Regions from separate parts of the Zea mays genome. Here region 2 is linked to region 1. The links are chromatin contacts, called in public Hi-C maps. All regions are on one chromosome and are shown on one strand. Each heading gives the region's core, a stretch centred on a gene start, on an enhancer-like site or on the middle of the called end of the contact. The rest is flanking DNA. Distances are from core to core; before and after follow the strand shown.

Evidence for each region. A called contact is a pair of places that touch in the nucleus more often than the background predicts.
Region 2: a Hi-C map of tassel shows a contact between it and region 1, with 2.7 times the contacts expected there. The contact joins the promoter of LOC100277719 here to the promoter of LOC542211 in region 1. A contact is called at or near these places in 5 of 25 Hi-C or Micro-C datasets (bundle sheath, ear, leaf and 2 more).

What each region holds. Positions count from the first base shown.
Region 1 is chr6:150,062,721-150,070,277 of Zm-B73-REFERENCE-NAM-5.0, forward strand. It overlaps LOC542211, which reads right to left and starts at 2,633. Exons shown (of 58, transcript NM_001111823.2): 1 at 2,341-2,633; 2 at 2,202-2,257; 3 at 1,243-1,581; 4 at 1,095-1,169; 5 at 125-297. The coding sequence starts at 2,386. It also overlaps the pseudogene LOC109940563.
Region 2 is chr6:150,252,730-150,260,335 of Zm-B73-REFERENCE-NAM-5.0, forward strand. It overlaps LOC100277719 (Binding protein), which reads left to right and starts at 2,757. Exons shown (of 1, transcript NM_001151215.2): 1 at 2,757-3,695. The coding sequence starts at 2,932. The coding sequence ends at 3,417.

The DNA.
Region 1 (7,557 bases), core at 1,383-3,882:
TGAGCTACTCAAATTAAATCTTCATACCATTTTAATCATTTCAAGTGAGTTAACACACATTCTGGTTTATTGATACATAGATACCAAATTCGCAAAAGAATGTGAACATAAAAATTAGGCTTACCATTGTACACGCCAACGTGTCTCCCGTTTTTCAATAACATGGAGACAAGCGCGCAAGGCTTCAACTGCTTTTTCACGAACAGCTTGTTTAGGGTCTCTCAGTGCTACCCATATAGCATCAACAAACTCAGGAACATGAACATTGAAAACTGTTGACGCATTTTCTGCCATCTCCTACAGCATAGAAAATGGAGATTTGTAGAAATTAGAGAGTAGCGCATATGGGAGTAATACTGATATTAATTCAGATACATCAACATAAATCACACATACATATATCTTTAGGACAAACTCTTGTGTAATCAAGCTTCCCGTGCAATCAAACTAAGTCATGAAAAATTCTCAAAAAAAAATTATAGATGCACTTCATTATTTACTCTATCAATATATCAAATTTCAAGTTCTAACTCATCCTATGTTAATATATATATATATAATAAAATTATATCATTATAATTTTCTCTTATTTATATCTCTTAACATAGAATGAATTAGAACTTGAAATTTGATATATTGCTAGAGTAAATAACGAAATGCATCTATAAATTTTTCGATAATTTTTTATGACTTTTGGTAGTTTGATTGCATGGGAAGCTTGATTGTACAATAGTTTTTGCCTATATCTTTTTCACAAATCACAAGTTTAGGCTTATAAATAATAGCCCATGACTCTAGTGGCAGTATGTAATCACCCATGACTTATTACAGACCAGATGCTACTGGTGGATTGGGTATAGAAAAAAAATATAGTGTATCTGTGCTGGTATATATATCCAATTCAGTCATGCATCAACAAATGAACAAATGGTGCACTACTTTACACACAAAATCACCCATGTTTAGTGATTAGTAATATAAGTATATAACTATATATATGATAATAGTAAGCAGGACGAAAAATGTGACTCCTTTCACGATGGAAGGCTTATTTGCATGTAAAAGGCCACAAAAAGTTGGTCAATTCAACTTACTTTGAGAATGAGTACAGCTGCAAATCGGCGATATTCCACTCGTTCACCAGTAAGCCACCCCAAAGCCGTTTTAATCTTTTAAAAGAACGGATGTTGTCAAAAGAATGAAACATAATTGTCAAGCAAATTTGAGCTTAATATAGCTCACCTGCCGCTCCACTTCATCTGCAGTCATTGCTCCTCCCGCTTTTGCTAAATGACCCAGCACTTCACTTGCGGGAACTAGGATTTCAGGGTCGCGCTTCACTTCAAATACGTTTCTCAAGAAGCTGGCAAACTTAGAAACTTTGGAAGCGCCTTCTCCAAAGGGCATATCAATTAATGCATCGATAGCACGGAGAGCCAGTAAATTTTCATTAACATCGTTGCTCTGCAGTAAACTAGATATCTGCTCATAGAGCTGATCCATAAACCTTAAAAAAGCTTCACCGCTGAGATCTCGGGCTTCCTCCTCAACATGTTTACGGAGCGCGGCAGCAATAACATCCTAGGGCCAATCAAAAAACACAATTACATATAGGTACAGAATACATAAACAAAAAAGAGAATATAGTGTACAGATCAGCATGAAGTATTTGTTGACGCCTTGATGGAACAAAAGAATCATGCCAAATAACAAATAGTTCAGAGGTTTAGCAATCCAGAAAACTTAAACCTGGAAATAAACCCTTAACGTAACAAGGTTATTGAAGGAGCGTTACAATCAACATATAACGCATATATACCACCAAAGCGGAAGGACGTTACCAGTGCAGATAAACCCCATGCCTTGCCCCCACAGTTACTAGTTACTACTGTGACATAGAGATAGAATCAGCAGGAGCAACAACAGCAAGTAATCCAGCCAGTACTGATTATGAAGATCAGAACAGAAACCGCGCACATCCATCCACCACCGGCGGCACTAGCTTCATGGCCTACTGAGCAACAAAGAACTAGTGCTAATGCGCACACTAATTTATCCAAGCAAATTAGCATAGCATTCCCCAACAAACCCAAAATAGAGCAAAACCCTAGCCCCAAATCTAGCTGTTGAGTCAAGCTCTAATCGAGACGCAAAAGTAAAGGACTCAGGAATCTGGGAGAGGAGGAAAGAGATGCACGTACCGCTCCAGACGAGATGTAAGCCGCGATGTTAAATGTGTGGTCCTTAGCAATCAAATCTGCGTACAAGATGGAATCTCTATTATTTTCAGCGAAACCAAGGGATTCCGTGAGCGCATCCGAGGGAGGAAGGTGGGCGTACCTTTAGGCTTCTTTCCGATCTCCGGGAAGTGCGGCGAGGGTTTCATGGCGATGTTGGCGGCTGCAAGGCCGGCGCGCCGGATAGAGGCGGGGGCAGGGGAACTGTCAAGGGTTTAACTATGCGAACGCGCACTGCAGGAATGGACGAGCTCGCTCTCTCAAATCGGCCGAATGCGCTCGTCCCACCGAGACGCCGTCTTGCTCCGTCTCCCTGTCTCGCTCACGCGGACGCTCCACGCGAGCAGGGCAGGCCGAGGAGGGCGACGGCGCGGCCGGGCGACGGCGCGAGGAGAGCGATGGCGCGAAGAGTGCAGAACGCGCGGCTCGGCGGCGGCGCGGCTGTGCGGCGGCGCGGTTGGGCCGCGGTGGCGGAGAACGGTGAACGGAAGAACGAAGAAGAAAGGGAAAGAAGCCTTTGTATGACACGTGGGTCCCGCAGTTAGAAGGGTTAAATCTGTTGTCTCATCCATCACGTAGTCTTAATTTTTTTTCGCCGGTCCGTGTTAATGCTACGATCTTAAGAAGCGAGCGATCATAAAAGTAGCTCTAATAGTTCTACTAGGTGAGTACCCGTGCGTTGCAATGGTAACATATAATAATACTAGGTACATGCCCGTGCGATGCCACAGAACACAAAATTGTGGGCCTCCAACGGGCTTAGGGCCCCGGCCACGGGCACAGTGAGAACACAAGTTTTCAACTAACGATCGTTGGGTCCGTGTCCGCAGCAGTGAAGATTCGTCCGTATGTCCAAGTGTTGTAGCAGCAGGCCAAGAACAACACAACTATGAAGTGGGTTGGGGGGTTAGGAGGTTTTAGCCTCAGCCCTTAGTAATCTACTTTTGCAAAGTCCGAGGAGCAGAACCAAGCGAGAATTAAAGGACAAACTGAAATATGGATTCTGGGCTCAGAAAATTTCACACCGGTACACACTGCAATGGCAAGGATGAAATTGAATAAATTTTAGTTTCATATCCCAAAACATGCGGTGAGATCTAAACCACCAACAAAACAGTTGTGATGCAAAATATATATTTTCTATGAAACTTGCTAAGGCATCACCGATTTATCCTCCTTCAAAGAATCAAGACTCTGTAACGTTTGAAATAGTTCAGGATCAGACTGATCGGCCATTACAAAAACATGAACACCATCAGACAACTCAACCTAGCTACACCCAGGCTCTTTCTTCACACACTCCCTGATCATGCTCTCACTGACTGTCTAGGTCTCATGCCAGTCATTCCCTGATGCATGCACACTTGACAGAGCAACCCAGTTGCGGTGGTTCCCAGGGTCAAGCTTGAGCAAACAGGACGCTGTGAACTGACTTTAGTCAGGCATTCTCGTGTACTCGAGATGAGTTGAGTAGCACGCTCCAGGCAGCAACGCTCAAGTCAAATCACATGTTCTCAATGAACTGAAGAGCTTCTTCTAGGTAACCTCACCTGCGCAGGAGATCTGCCATGCTTATGTTAGTCTTACATTAACTGACAAATATTCAGATGAAGCACGCTCAACTGGTGCAAACCGAAGATTATCTTTTGCAGCCCCTCTTATAAAGTAAGTTGATCCAGGCACAAGTCCTCTATGTCGAAATCTACTAAAAGAATTTGTGGTAGCTTCCTCATAAAAACCTGTGTATTCATATCTTGCTTAAAAAACACCCACCTTTGGTTGGCAAGTTAATAGTGTTACAGAACCCATAGCACTACATTAAATATGATCAGAGCTAAACCCTAAACCCTAAAAATTGCAGCAAATCAAATAAATAGTTGGCACGAAAGAATCTAGGGATAAACAAATCTAACAGGTGCCTCTGTTGGTTTGGAGGAGAATGAGGTTCTCATGTGAAGTAAAAAGCATGATACTGAAATAGCCATTTGAACAAAAAATATATATATTTTCAACTAAATGAATTAAACAGCCATTTGAACAACATGTAATTAGAGTGAAGTAAAAAGCATGATACTGAAATAGCCATTTGAACAAAAAAATATATATTTTCAACTAAATGAATTAAACAGCCATTTGAACAACATGTAATTAGGTAAATAAATGCAGATAAGCTGATAATGAACATGTTCTCAAACATATTGCTCGCATGTCATAGGCGATGAACAACATTCATCAAACTGTAGGCAAAAATATATTGGTGTAATTATGCTTACTGTGCAGCTATTTCAAAAAATCTGTTGGATCCTCGATCTATATGAACACCAAAAAATATCAGCACGAATGGTGACTAAAAGGGGTATTTTAGTCCCCTTATGATTCATTTAATGTGTTTTGAATAGTTTTAGTCCCTAGAACCAAACATGGTAGGACTAAACTTTAGTCTCCTAACTAAACTTTAGTCCCTGGACTAAAGGAACCAAACGGGACCTTAGAGTACAGTGATGACTCTGGATGTAACAATTCGATAAAAAGAGTGATAAAAACGATCACACAAATTACAGCCCTTACCTCGGCATTCTTTTATCACTCCACCTCTGAATTCTGATATCTATCTTGGAAGCAACCAACTGTAGGTCAGGTCACTTGAGTTTTCTATATTCTTCTTTTAATGGATTTTGTAAATTTTGCTTTGAAAATAATAGCAATAAGAGCAGTATTTAAATTGAGTTGTTTCTGGGACCACTCAACTACTAAGGGAGCTTTATGCCACCCTTTCTTTATAAAATTTATGGAAGATTCAAGGTTCTTCCTCAACACATGATACTTCATTCTGTTTTTCTTACACACCAGTCTTATCTCTTCCTTTTCCTTGTTCTTTTCCAATTTCCCTACTTGTAGTACCACCGTGTATTAAACAAAGCAAATAATACTGAAACAAAGCAAATATTGCCTACTTGTAGTACAGTCAAAGCACTTGCAGCAACTAAAAACATGACTCCCAATAATATATCCACAAAGAAAGCAAATTACTTGCTGCAAAATGGAACTACGAGACAACATGGGAGCAATGTACCTGGGAGAAATTGACAATGACTGGAAAATGTGAGCTACACAATCTTGTGGCTCCAACAATTTACCAAGAGCAGCACAACCTTCAACAGCCAATAAACGCACTGAATTTTGATCTAAAAATAATAGACAAACGACGTCAGCTTCCGATCTTAAAGCTGAAAAATGATAGAATGAATGCACAAAGCAGTTAATTCACAAATAAATCACAGAGGCCCGCGGAGTTGGCAGCGGTGAAAGGTAGAAGACGAAACTGTTTGGACAAAGAAAGGTAGGACATGAATTCAGATTCAGATTCAGACATGAATTTAATTCTTTTACACAGATTCAGTCCAGTTTAATACATGGTGATACTTTTAAGTCACAGCTAGCAATATTGTGACAGTAAGCGTTCATATTACAGGTGCAGTTCCAAACAATAATAAACACAGAAAAAGCATAACCAGTGACAATTTTCGAAAGACAATAACCCTTGTTCATCCTGCCCCAAATGAGTACTCATATCAGTACACACGTAGGTCAGCATTTATTTAGTTGTAATACTGCCTTAGCTACATATCATGTATATCATGTGTATTTCTTTTATTTTAGAAACTATAGCCCTTAAAGGGGTATGTAGGCCGTATCATGTACATCATGTCACTGTGATGCCCTGCTACGACAAGAAGCTAGCGGCCGTCCGGGATGATTTCACTTTATCAGTAGATGGTAAAGAAGTTACAGAGGTGGATTCAGTACTGACAACTGGTGAAGTACTGACAACTTTGTTCTTTTTCTTGCTTGTGGTTTGTGGATTTGAAAAACAAGGGAGACACTTATTTTGAATGGATTTGTACTACAGATTGTAAGGCCATGTGCTTGGTGTTTCATTCTGCGCCTGTACTCAAGTACAGGTTTATTAACCTGGGTTATAATCAGACCTTTTCCCAGTGTCTCATCTCCTTCCCCCTCCTCCAGCACCCTGGCCCCTCTTCTTCCCTCTCCCCTCTCTTCTTGCTCTCCATGGTGCTCCAGCAGTTGGGGTGGGGGCTTGGGCCTCCCTGCCAGATCAGCCCATGTCTTCTTCTAACAAAAGAGTATTGTTTCTTTCATGTGCAAGTAATGCTGATAAAATGAAAAGCAGATGCCAGCATGGAATGACATCTTCAAGGAGGTAATTGCACACTTTGTCCTAACATTGTGTGCAACATTATTGCCTATAAGCACAACGTTTACTGGAACCTGGAAAACCACACTTATTGTATTGATCGTTCTGGAAGTGCATCAGAAATATGGTGTCCCTTTGTATTGATTTATGCATAATGAGGAAATTGTTTTTAATTCTTTTCTGATGCTCTATGCTCCTTTCAGATTTGGTCAGCTTGGAGTGCTTGAACTTGGACTCATGTAAGATTGGTGATGAGGGTCTATTTCACCTAAAAGGTCAGGGTTCAGTGCATTGGTAAATTATATATTACAGTGGCAATTATCATTTCTCCTTGTTTTCCTGGTGTTTTGTTAAGAAAAAAATGTTAAGATAAAACCACTGAATAAACTGCTAACTTTTAACTCTCGTTTGTACTTATTAACCATTTCTCTCTGCTGAAATCCTAAACATATTCTCTCTTTCGTAGACAAATAGATAAAGGAAAACAAACTGCACCTGGAATGAAAAATACAGACAGGCCAAAATCAATGGCCTCCTTGAACGGACGTGTTGGTGCACTCCTGCCCCTTGAACTGCCTCGTGAGCTGCTCGGCCAGGCACGCCGCGTTCTTGTTCTCGGACAGCGTCGGGACCTTGAGCGAGGACATGTAGCTGTTGATGCCCTTGAGGAGCTGCGTCATTGCCTGAAAAGGGGAGGAGTTCGGTCAATTTCCTACCAGAACAGCGCTAGATTTCGTAGTCAGAAGGCATGAGAATTACTAGCGATTGAGCACTTAGAACCGTGCGGATCGTTCTGGGCAGCGGAGACATGTCCAGGCTGGGCGTCCCGTCTCTGCAACATGTCCAGGCTGGGCGTCCCGTTGGCCCCCGCATCTGCTCGCGAGGCCGGCGCGCCGCAGAAGGCCCTGGCGAGCGGCCGGATTCGGTTCGCCGCCACCGCGAAGCATCTGCGCAGGAGGAGAGAAGGACGCTAGTGAGTCTGGTAGATGCCGAAATCTGAGAGCGGAAGGGGGCTAAGGGCAGCGGAGACGAAGGCGTGAAACAGAGGTCGATCTGAGCGACGGCGGCAAGGGGGATCTTGGCGAGTTTGAAGGAGTTCATAGC
Region 2 (7,606 bases), core at 1,507-4,006, 190 kb after region 1:
ATTGTTGACTAAAGTTTAAATAGTTTGACCTAGAGAAATCTAAAACGATTAACTTATGTGGACCGACGGATGGAGTAGGTCCCATTGCGTAGGGTTCCATTGATACCTACTTATTAGCCGCCATGCATAGGATTGAAAATAAATTTGGATTCACGATCATCATAAAACTAACGGTAATGATTGAGATCAACGAACATAAACCATGCAAATGTTCTCTAATGATTGAGTACGTCCGTCTACGTAATCGTACAGTAATTAAAGGAGGAAGAAGCTCATCATGCATGTACACTGCTTTTACAAGTAAAGAGCTGCGTGAATTGAGTGCCTTTTCCTCACGCCAAGAAAGTTCGCTTATTAGCACATCGGTAAACGGCGGGGCTATATGTCAGAGAATCGTACAAAAATAATAAATTGCCAAAAAGACAAGAGAATTGGTAAATTAAAGCCGAGTACTGCAGTACTTTTGTGCAGTAGCAGTACTAGTGTGTGTGGACTGTGGTCTGTGGAGCATGCAAGGCCGAAAATAAGCACCTAATCTCTACTAATTATTAAGAGTCTAATGTAGACTATAGCCGTGCCCCCACTCCCTCCTATACGCGCATGCAATTCTCGTCCGCGCGTGGCTACGCATGCAGTGCATGCAATCCTCGTCCCCACGTGGCACCCATGCAACCACCCAGTCTGCATGCAATCCTTTCGCTCCATGCAAAACTTGTATGTGTGCATCCGTACAAGTATGTAAATGTGAATGTCATTTGAACCATGGTTGTTTGCTTTAAAGTCACATCTATCTAGCCAACATGACACATATATTTTTCGTTTTATATTTTATACTCAAGTATAATATAGACTTTTATTAAAAAAATAGGGGAAAAATTAAAACCGGGTCGTGTTCCGGCCAAACATGATACTTTTTACGTGAGTTTGCTACCTCGATACTTTATATGATTTTATTTGCGTTTAATATCAATTATAACTATGATAACTAATTTTTAGTCGTTTTGTACCGAAAATATAGATTGGTCAAGTCATTTAGTAAAACAACATATCACACATACTTGCAAATTGTTTTCACATCATAATGAAATATATATCCATGTGCAAATTAGCAAGTCAATTTTTAAAATAGTTCGGTTCAGAACTTTATGCGAAAGAATGTTGGCTCTATGTCTGCTTATACGAAAGAATGTTGTCTCTTCCCTTTCTTATAGGAGGGTGAAATAAGTTTTACTAGCAGCGTCATACCGGAGGTGCCAGTAGCCTCAGTGTGTTAGTCGCTTCTCAAGATGGCCTCACTGGCAGCAAAATGTTCCTTGATGAGTTGACTCGCGTGCTTGACTGGGATTGTACTTTATCTCTTCTGTCAGCTAAGCTCTGGTGAATTCCTCCGGCATCAACATTAGCACGATGGTTCGTCCAACCGAGCATGTCCTCGATTCACAAAACTATATAGTTGGGAACCTCATAGGTAGATTCATAGTAGTTAACAGTTTGCTTAAACAAATTGACGTGGTTGTTTGATCTACGCAAAAGATGGCGCTGGTTGTTGGTTTTAATAGTGAAATGTCATCCTAACCATTTAACTAGCTATATCCAACATATTATGTATTTATTTCTCTAAATATTGTCAGTTGCTCTCCAATACAAATTACATGGTTGCCTCACTATCTGTTTTTAAAAAACTTTTGGGGGGTAAAATCAAACTAAAATTCGGCGATGGCTCGTCCCCTTGCAATCGGTCTTCTACCTTTCAGTTTCTCCTCCTTAGCGTGGCTTTGCATCAATCTGTGCAGAGAATTAAAGAAGATGTCTCCTCCGATCTTGAGAATTTTTTTGGATGACCTAATATATTATGAGCTAAACTTTGCCAGCATTTTATCCTTTCCTCAGTTCCTCTACATGTAATTTCAGCTCGTCGCGAAATGAAGGAGGCGAGGAACCACTACCACACGCAGGGCTCCTCGCGCGGCGGCGGCGGCACCGCTGCCAAGCGCGACCTGATGTTACAGTGGGGCAACCGGAAGCGTCTGCGCTGTGTCAAGGTGCAGCGCCGCAACGAGGCCGCCGAGAAGGCCGCCATCAGCCAGCGCCGCAACGAGGCCGCAGCTACCCATCACCACCCAACCGGCCACACCCACCAGCACCACCGTGTTCTCAGGTTTGTGCCTTTCTCTAATTTGTTTCTTTTTTATCATTTGTGCCTTTGTGGTGTCGATGTGCCCATTGCGTGTGTCGGCTCTCAGCATGATTGCTTTGTTTTGATGGCTACCTGTCTTTATGTAACTAATGTAGAAATCATGTCAAAACACATTTCCCCACAACAAAAAAGATAAGAGGACCATATTTGTAAGCTAAAATAATTTTGATAGTCACAACTCACCATCTCCTTTCGATAGCCTTAGGATCCCCTTTTTATAATTTTGATCTTACAATACAAAATTGTTCTACGGAGGTCATGGTATATCATCATATTATGTATTCAACTTAGGGTTTACCTATTTTGATTAATAGTTACATTGAACTAAATTTTGGTCGTTTAAAATGGCAGATTTCGACATTTGTTATGATTGTTGAGTTGATTCTTGATAGCATCACTAAACAATGACCTATGTGTATACAATTGTCCCACGTTACAATGCACGGGCATATAGTAATTGTTTAATTCATGGGTTGTTTCTTTGTTTACTAGTACTGTATGGGATGGTAGACAGTAGACTGGTAGCTTGATATAAGTGCGGCAGCCGCTAGGCCTCCTCTCCTCAGCATTTCAGCACCCAGTTCGGCGTTGCACATGTGACCCGGGCACCCGGCCCCCAGCCCCCAGCTCCCGACCATTTCTGCACATCTACAGCTCGCGAGCTCAGCACCAGAACACGCCAGGCCAGCCCAACCTCTCCAAGAACCCAAGCAGCAGCCCCCGACCGACCGGCCATGCCAAGGGCCATCGGCGGTGGTGCGGCCTACAAGGGCGGAATCAAGGGCTACTGGAAGCGCCGCGGCTACGACCGGATCGACGCGGCCGCGGCGCAGCGCCGCCCGCGCCTCCCTACAGCGGAGCTTGGCGGCGGCGAGGCGCATCCTCAGCCAGCGGGTGGTCGGCGCCGCCGCGGGTGGCGCGTTCGCCGGCGAGCGGGCGTCCTCGGCCGGCGCCTCCTCCGCGCGCTCTCCCCGCGGCGGCTGCTGGCGCGGCTCCGCGACGCCTACGTGAACGCCATGCTCCGCCTCGCGTCCTCCGCCGCCGTGGCCGGCTACGGCGGCGCCGGGCCCTACTGCACCGCCGCCGACCCGTTCGCCCGGCCGCGCCCGCTCACCAGGGAGTACGACGAGAAGGCGCTCGTCGAGATCTACAGGTCCATCCTCGCGCGCGGCGAGGCCGGGCCAGTGGTCGCCGCCGCGCGGCTGCCCGCGGTGCTCTGAGGAGCTGATGACGACGGGGACGGACGGGCGCTGGCACGCACGCGCGCTGGGAGCCTGGCCGGCCCTGCTGGCGCGCTCCGTCTACTCTCCTTGCCTCATGCAAGGCTCGTGTACGCTAGAATCTCGCTTTCATGTAGCGCACAGAATTTGCATGTCGGATGAAAAGTTTCAGGTGGTCATTATTCCGGTACCAAGTACTTCGAACCTGTGAATTGTTCCCCAAGGATTTGGAACGAAGAACACTAGTACAGAATGAAACTCTCTGCCGACGGTTCTACACATATCCTCGCTGTTAATTTTTAGAGGAATTCCACCAGTGTAAAAAGTAGCTAGGTGAAGGTCACGAGCTTCACTAGTGTATAAATGGCACGTTCATTCAATAACCGCATGTAAAATTATTTCAAGAAATTCAAAATTTCTCTACTATATCACTACTAGTAAAACAATAGTATTTACTTTATTTGTACATAGACAACAACCATGCCATACATATATGTACATCAAAGTTTTGTGGTACTAACGAGTTCTATAAATCCCTCTAACAATAAAATCAATTTAGGGCCTATTTGGAACCACCTGGTAGTTTTCTTAAAACCAAGAAACTAGCCACTCTTAGCTTAAAAATAAAAATTGGTTTATTAAAAACATGATTGCTTCCAAAACAGGATCTTAGTCTAGCAATATATTTCTAATCGAAAACCCACCGGTGTATATATATGTAATGTACATAGCGGTGATTCTTGGTTGGTCCGGATCCACATATTTTAGGGTATGCGGAATTCGTGTGAGAATCGTAACATTTTTTTTTCTTCTGAATCCTACAGAATTACAGTTTTATAAAATATAAAATGGGCAAAGTTAATACCGAGACAGAGATACTACTAGTGTGTCTAGAGAGAGTCGTGTTCGAAACTTGAAGGCTATTGATACGCAAATACAATACTGCTATTGATACGCAAGATACTGTGTCTAGAGGTAGTCATGTTCGCTACGAATTTAATTGATCGGCTTCTGCTTTTTTTTACAGTATTTTATCTCTACAGATAGATTGCAGCAGCTGTAGCTTTAATCTAGTACCAGTCAACAGCCACTAGTATACGTCACAATGCAAAGCTGGCCTCGTTAGCAGCCCTTCATTCTATTTATTTTATTGTCACGTAATACGTCTCGCTTCCCGTGATTCGCTCCGGACAAAAAATGTGGAAGGATCGTCGAGCATGATCTGATCAATGATTGTAGTACCCAGTAGTTGCAGGTCAACCGAAGTCGAGCTTCCCACGTAAGGCGTGATGCTTCCTTGTGCTGGGTGCGTACTGGTAGTATATGTATACCTCAGAACGGTGACACGTCACGCTCGTTGGTTACATCTGCTCTGCCTCTACGACTAGCAGACAACTCGGGTAGCAGAAGATTCAGAGACTGAAGCCTACGAGGTATATTCCAAGTTTTACTGAGTAATAAGGGCGGGGTTTGGTTCCGCTAAGTGCTGATTTAGTGATGAGAGATAATGGGAGATTGGAGGGAATCGAGAGAGAAATTAGTTCATTTCCTGCTTAATCTCGTCAAATCCTCCCGTGATTCTTTTGTCACCAAATCAACCCTAAGGGTGTGTTTGGTTGAGGAGTGTAGAAGAATGGAGCGACTTTATTTCTATTTTTTGGATGTTTGGTTTCCACAAAAGAGGAACATAATAGTTCTTGGAGTCTACATATAGAAATTTAATATAGATAGTTGGAATGCTCCCGCTCAACAAAAAACAACCGGACGCGAGCGCTCTACTCCCTCTCTTACCATCTACACTCGTATGACTCCCCAACCAAACAGAGAACGAAGTGGCTTCACTTTATTCTACTCTCCAACCAAACAAAAAAAATGGAGCAACTCTGTTCTGTTTAACAAACACGGAATAGAACGGCTCTATTCTCAAAAACTAGAATGGAGTTGTTCCGTTCTAGTTGACTCTCCAACCAAACGCACCCTAAATCGTTCAGTTCCTATTTTTGGAACGGATGGAGTATAGTCTAATCATAATACACAGATAAAGACGATGTTACGAGACAAATTTATTGAAGCTAATGGAGTATATATTTAGTAATTATAATTAATATTCAGATATTTGATATGACACGAACTAAATTTTACTTAAGGAGACCAAACACCTTCTAAGTATGTGAATGAGTTGGTAGAACTGGAAAGCACCCAGCAGCTACCGTGAATATGTGATCTTTGGTTTGGTGGCGCCCCCTTGGCACTAGGCACCTCCCCAACCGCACCGGATAATGGGAAGCTGTGTTGGGCAACCCATATTCGACTTGCCCGGCGCCTGCCATCCCGCACCGCCCCGACCAAGGACGCATCCCTACTACCAAGTGCCAAAACCAAAAACCCATCCCAATGCCTACCACCATCAACAGCTTACAGAATCACCGGGCGTCAGTAGTGCGCGATGGCGACCGCCGCCGGATGCGACGTCGGGGGGAGTTTGCCGTCCCGGGCTTCGGGGTCACGTCTGGTCGTCAGGACCATGCCCGTTGCCGCTCTCATGTCTGGTTTGGTTGCAGTGCACTGCACACGACGACGGCCTGACTGTGCCTGTTTCCCGTTGCCGCTTTCATGTTCGTAGACCACCAATTCGCAATGCGTGGATGAGTCGTCCGTGATTTGTGTGCCATCAAAACAAAAACCTACTTAATTTTGCTAATCGTAGATTGATTTTTTTTTCAATGTGGCTCGACCTGACCTCGATTCGGCAACTACGTGATCTCATGTTTTCCATATGAAATAAAATGCTGAACCTCTTTTGGGTTCGATGGATGTGTCATGCCGGACACAAAGATTATGGGTCTGATGGGTTGGGTGAGAGAGTTTGGCCTGTCTCATTGGAGCGTGGTCCGTCGAAAACTGTACGCTCCCTTCGTACCCACGTATGCAAACAGGTAGTGTATTTTGTAATTGTCTTGCAGCTGTGGATGCAGTACTGATTTGGAAATATGCACGGAACCAAACAACGTCCGCCGCTTGGTCAACGCACGGGAAGAGTCCGCGTTGGCGCGCCCAGGCAACCAATCAGATGGTATATGTTATTTCAGTATCTTTCATTTTTTATGAGGGATGTGTCTTCAATATTTTATTTGCAATACTTACTTTTGCGGTTAAAATAAAATGATCGTGTCTATTAAAATATTGGTGAGTGTGTGTACTTGATGGTAACTACTACTTGTAGTAGGTACTTGTAGCACATCGGATTAGGGATCTCAGTAAGATATCCGGTGGGATGGCAGGCGTCGAGCAAGTCGAATAAGCCAATATGGGTTGCCCAACATCTTCCATCTAGCATATATGGATAGGGATGTAAATGAGGAATTTCCTGATGGGTTTTAGCTCCTCATCCCTATTCTCGTGATGAATTTTTTACCGCAGAGATCCCCACAAACGTTTGTGGGGATATTTCTTCTCTATCCTCATTTCCCGCGAGAAAAATCTTCATCGAGATCCCTATCACCACTTAAATTATAATGAGAACATATTTCATATGTTATTAATGTAAAACATTGTCATTTATACACATTATCAATGTAAGAAATCATTATGTGTAAATCAAAATAAATATATTTATACAATGAGTGATCTCTTGACAATGTAATTATTTACTAGTATGATGCTCGTGCGTTACGACGGCACACAATCATATAACGAATTAATGATTGATGGACACACGATATCTCAATTTCGTTCCATAGAAGAGGGACACTGTAATATTTATTTTTTATCTACCACAATGGTTACTCATTCTCGTATAGATTGTTTATACATAAACTTATTCATATGCTTGTGTTCACATTTTTGTTCCCTTTAGAATTTCTCTTCTTCCTTTTGCCTTTCACGCATCAACCTCTCCTCTTCCTTGCATCTCTCACCATCATGTCTCTACATTTCCCTCCGTATTTGTTCTTCTCTCTGCATAAATATGAAAAATATTAGCAAGATCATACTTGCTGGTGTAGCATGCATCAATTGAGTATTTTAGTTTGATTGTATCTTGTATAAACACAGTAAGGTAAAAATCTGATTTATACAGAAGTTAAATTGTGGCATCTCAGATATTTACCTCGTAAGGCTCCTGACTTGTCACAAAAAATGTGTCAAATCCAAAAACTTGATCCCTTAGAATGTCTATTATAGCCTTGGG